Regions from separate parts of the Triticum aestivum genome. Here region 2 is linked to region 1. The links are chromatin contacts, called in public Hi-C maps. All regions are on one chromosome and are shown on one strand. The core of a region is the stretch at or near the end of the contact, and the rest is flanking DNA. Distances in the headings are between cores, read along the strand shown. Region 1 holds the start of LOC123055126 (protein DJ-1 homolog D). Region 2 holds the start of LOC123055129 (probable adenylate kinase 6, chloroplastic).

Region 1 (2,700 bases), core at 165-2,664:
CAATGACCAACTTTAGTTTTAAGCATTAATCTAGGTACATGCATAATTAGAAAATCCAAGCAGAATTTCGAGTAAAAGAAAATTATGACAGCCTCAACAAGTACTGAACGAAAAGAAGATCTGACAACTACTCCCTCCGTCCCATAATATAACAGCGTTCTTGACACTAGTGTAGTGTAAACAACGCTCTTATATTATGGGACGGAGGGAGTATTTGATAGACTATTTACTTGAACACTAACCAATCATGCTCGCATATTCAAAAATGCACAAACTACCAACTGCGAACAGCTGCTGTCACTCATCTAGTCCATAATATTAAGGTGTCATTGTTGGTTCAGTATACCTACATCATACATATGCCCTCATTTCAGTACATCTACAACACAACTGCATGTAAGTGCCATTACCCTACGCCCTCAATGTTGCATTGTACTGTACTGTATGACCTGTACGATTTTGTTTCAGACATATCGACTTAATTATGAGACCGAGACCCTAAAACCCTGAACAAATTTGTACAGCCATCCAATTACATAGCATTAAATGCAGAGGGGATGCTCAAGTTTGTACAACCATCCAGTAAATGTGAACATGGCATCTGGATAAGCTGGGAATGTTGTGTAGAGTAATGAATTATGCAGTGTTACATCATTTTCTCTGTTCAAACGATGCTGGCCTCTTACAGACAGTTACCACAGGGGTTTCCTTCTTACAGAACACAGGCTGACTTGGAGAATTTCTTCTTAGAGATTAGTCGTCAGCTCGTGTGCACTTCACAAAAGGAATTCGTGTTGCATAAGAATGCATCTCTCAAACTAACTGGCCGTGCTAAATATGTCCTGCTCTTCTCACTACCACAACCCGGCCAAACCCTATCCACTTGAACATACAGTACCAACTACACAGAAACAGCAGACGGGGGAAACTGATCCAAGGACGCACCTGGTGGCCGATGGGCTTGTGGACGGCGGTGGGGCAGGCGTCGCCGGCCTTCTTGCCGGGGCAGACGGCGTCGACGGTCACGCCGTACGCCTGCAGCGACTGGAACGGGACCATGGCCTGATCCGTCCATGGACCCAGGAAAGAAACCGACCGGAATCAGTTGGCAGCAATCGAAGTGGAAGGGGAATCAATTGATTGTAGCACAGGGGAGGGGGGCGATGTGGATGAGGAGGAGGATAAGATGGAGACCTCGTAGTCCTCCATGTAGTCCCCGCAGAGCAGGAGCACCCTCTTGGCGGCCATGGCGGCTGTCCTCGCCTCCCAAAGGTGCACACACGCGAGACGCTCCGGATTTCGCCGAGCTCCCTGCAAGTGCAACCAAGCCTGGACTGGACTGGACTCTGGAAGCCTCTCCTCGGGACGGGACGGAGCGAGCGGCCGGCGCTATATGCCACGAGAGAGTCATCCAGAAGAGCCTCCGTTCCATCATAAAAATTGTTTTTTTTTTCTTTTTTATGCATTTTCCTTTTTTAGAGAAAATGCATTAGTATTCCTCTCTCTGGAACTACAAAGTGTATATTTTGATCCAACGTCTGCATATTTTCACTATCCAGAAACTATCTCATGTTACCACCATTTGACATTCGAACAGATGTACTCCCTCCGTCCCAAAAATCTTGTCTTAGATTTGTCTAAATACGGATGTATTAAGTCACGTTTTAGCATTAGGTACATCCGTATCTAGATCAATTTAAGACAAGAATTTTGAAACGGAGGGAGTATCTAACACTGTCTAAGACAACTAATTCGGGACAGAGGTAGTATAATATACTGCTACATGCTTAACGTGCGAGCACATGATCAGCAAGATCTGCCAGGGCAGCAGCATGTGAGCTCCTCAGATTGGCCTAATACACTAACAATCTCGTGGCTAGCGAGGTCGGATTATAGCAAATTATTTGTGTACTGTCATGCCTTCCAAGTTGCTGGTTTGCCCATGGCCAGTGCAAAAATAGCCAAAACTCATGATTCCATCACCTACATTATACTCAAGTTGTGTCCCGATTGGATCATTTGGCATCGCACAAGATCAGGAATCATACTCAGTTGACTGCTAACTGCAGACAGATAGTCATGGATGGAAAAACTAGTACTACAACCAACAGCACCACTGATCCCCACCCAGATCCAGATCCAGTTATAAGCTCAAAGAATGGAGAGCAGGTACTTATTCAGATAGATGTGCTCATCACAGAAACATGATCAGCGGGTAATCCCACACTGTCACAAATCAACTGATGAAACAAAATGATTTCACAATCAAATATATCCACACACTGCATCCAGGCAAAGAATGAAAGCTTTTTCTTCTGTGTAGAAAAGGAAAGATGCCCTCCAAGTTGGAGGGGGGTGTTATATTATCCATCTCAGGCACAAAAATATCAATGGGGTATCATCATGTTAGTAATGAAACTAATACAATACAGAGTTCCAGGGATACGCTCAACAAAGTGCAGCAGCTGTTTTTACACGTAAAGATTACTTTCTCGTTTATCCAATCATCATCATCTACCTCGCTCAATGCCTGACCTATACTTATATAATATCAGTTATCGCTCATAAGCCCCGGGAAAGACCAGGCCTTTTTGGCGCTATCAACTTGAAGCAGGAACATGGAGCGCCACAAGAATTCATCCAAGAGGATCAATCACTAGAGGGGAAATCAAGCGTTTCGGCCCGGCCCGAAGAAGCGCC
Region 2 (2,700 bases), core at 147-2,646, 230 kb before region 1:
ATAGTTCTTGGAAAACCATCAAGTATGAACCCTAATTCACCCTTCTCGCCTCCCTCCTCAAGGCGCTTTGACAGCAGATTTATGATGATCTCGTCAGACACCAGTTTTCCATGATTCACAATCTCCGAAAGCTGGAAACAAAGCAGACATAAGACAATCAATAAAGTGGAAGTGGTAAAACAGAGTTGAACTAGTTGGTGTTATGCTGATTTGGCTTCCCTTGCTAGAATCAAGTTCCATATTTTTGACAAGAATCAAAATCAACATTGTTATTCTGAAACTGTACACAACCTACAAGTTAGTCTTATTTGGGCCTTGTCTATCAATCATTCATTCATGCCTCTGCTATTGGAAGTGTAGCGGCACAAAACTAAACAGTCATAAAAGGGTTCAAACAATCTATCCTAAGCTGCAACCATCGACCGAGCAAGTTGCGCATCCTTGCACTCAGGCTTCATAACCAGCTCTAATGGATTATCTTACAGACTTGACAATCTTGTGAGTGTTTTCAGACTGAGTTAACCTTAGTATTTGTTTCAAGAACTTGTTCTATATTAAGCTAACTAATTCGGCTTGGTTGCAACGAACCGACAGCAAGTAAAACAGTTAGTCAGTATATACCGTCGGATTGGTCTACTCTCATAGTACAAATTAAAGCCCTCTTTCAGCACTAAAAGAGCACCATGATTGTTGCTGATTTGGTAGCTGATGCAGGGGAACACTTGCAGGTGAAATTATCCTTAGGCTCCCTTCCGTCAACATCAGAGGGGATCTCTACTGTCTAGCTATCAATTCTTGTCCGAAAATCACCACGCGGGATTGAGCGCGAGGAACTGAAATACCTGCTTGGAGAGGGGGCCTGAGGAGGCGAGCTCGTCGCGGACGAGGTCGCCGGTGGCTATGTGGGGCACGCCGAGGAGCCGCGAGAGGCGGCCGGCGTAGGTGCCCTTGCCGACCCCGGGGCATCCCAGGAACACCCACTGCACGCGTGCTCCGTCCTCCATGGGGCCCGGGCCGCCGCGCCCGCGCCCGGCCCATCGCCCCGCCGCGGGCGGCGCCCCCTTGGCCGCCCCCATCGCCTCCACGGACGCCAGGCCCCTCCTCGACGCCGCGGCGCCGGCCGCGCAGGCCCGGATCGCGCGGGACATCGCCGACGACATCTCGCAACGCCGGCCCGCAGATATTTTCCGCCGGTCGCCCTTTTTTTCTCGCCCTGCTGCAGTGCTGCCTCGCGTTCGAGCCGAGTCCGAGACGACGACGGGGTCGCCGGGTGGTGGCCAGCTCGGGGGCGCCTAACACGTGGCGGGCCCCGCGGCGATCCGAGCGGCGGTGGGCTCACGTGCGCGAAATAGGAAAGAAATTTCTCCCGGGAATATCCCGGTAGGTTCCGCGCGACACGTCGGACGGTCTGTGGCGCCGGACGCGTCGCCGTCGGCCTCGATACGCCGGAGCGGCGGGCGGCGACGTCACCGCGCGCATGCTGGCGTGCACTTCTCTTCCACCCGTCCGTCCGTCCGTCGGAAGCTGCGGTCGCGGTCGGCGCATACGACGCGGCCAACAACCAACCAACCGACCTCCAACCAAACCACGCAACCAAAGCTTCATGCAATCGTGTTCAAAGAGGGCAAAGAAAGAAAGAAATCAGGCAACTTTCAAGCACGCAAATGCGTCTATTCTCGAAGATTAGTCAATGACAAACAAGATAGTAGATGGATACAATTAATCTCATGGCCGCTTTGGTTCAAATCAATTTTACAAGAATTTCGACAGACTCTGTTGTACCAGCTTTTTTCGGCACGACTTTGTTTGGCTTTTAAGTTTGAAAACTATATGATTTACCTTTTTTTTCTTTGCATGTGGTTGTAAAAAAAAATCTTATGGCTAATTTGCATGTGGCTGTAAAAATAAATTCCATTGTGTTTATGATCACGAAACAGGCTTTCAACCTGCTTCATAGATAAAGCAAACCACGGTGTTCATGCATAAGTGTCTGACATTTGTGACAACCATTTTTTTTCCATTACTCATAGTTGTGTTCTCGGTTCCTATATGATTCCAAATGTCATTTCGTATTAGTTCAAGTGCCTTTTTTAAATAATTTCTGTGTTTTTTGAACCCAACAAACCAAAGAGATTGAACTTTGGTTTTCATTCTAAGCAACTCAAGAGAAAGGTATATATTATATGGGAATCAGACTACTGATCCCTAACGTTATATTATATGGGAGTTGGATTGATTTTTTTGTAGCGTCAGATCGGTCGGTAGTTAGTTTGCATGCGGAGGTTTAGAATTAACTAGGAGTATGATTAGTCCGCATGCAAAGATTTAGCATTAAATACGATTTATTTTCTGTCAACAAATATAATCCCGTAAATCACGTCGGGTAGTTTCATCCCATCATCGCTGCTTCCTTCAGTGCTTCCGATGCACGAGTATATTGATGAGCAACGGCGGAGCTACGTTATGGCCGAGGGGGCCGTGGCCCCCCAACCCAAACAGAATCCTTTTCTACTCCTATAACAGTTCTGTTGGCTTAAACAAATTGGAATATTTTTGCTTCCAAAGATATTTGAATGCACATCTGAAAGCAATTCCAATTTGCTTCCATATAACAAAAAGAAATCATATCCAGTCTAGTCATCTAGGCATATGATCCAGTGATGGGCTGATGGCATCTCTGCTTGTGGTCGTTGGGCTTCC

The links. Hi-C and Micro-C count contacts between places; a contact is called where the count stands out from the background.
Region 2: a contact with region 1 is called in a Hi-C map of leaf, with 3 times the contacts expected there. The contact joins the promoter of LOC123055129 here to the promoter of LOC123055126 in region 1. A contact is called at or near these places in 3 of 5 Hi-C or Micro-C datasets (all in leaf) and 1 of 1 datasets of contacts at active chromatin or transcription factors (leaf).

The regions. Positions count from the first base shown.
Region 1 is chr2D:627,514,767-627,517,466 of IWGSC CS RefSeq v2.1, reverse strand. LOC123055126 (protein DJ-1 homolog D) reads right to left here and starts at 1,414. Exons shown (of 5, transcript XM_044479065.1): 1 at 1,195-1,414; 2 at 946-1,062. The coding sequence starts at 1,248. LOC123055125 (zinc finger CCCH domain-containing protein 32) reads right to left here. Exons shown (of 3, transcript XM_044479063.1): 3 at 2,386-2,700.
Region 2 is chr2D:627,742,445-627,745,144 of IWGSC CS RefSeq v2.1, reverse strand. It overlaps LOC123055129 (probable adenylate kinase 6, chloroplastic), which reads right to left and starts at 1,396. Exons shown (of 4, transcript XM_044479069.1): 1 at 843-1,396; 2 at 1-131. The coding sequence starts at 1,160.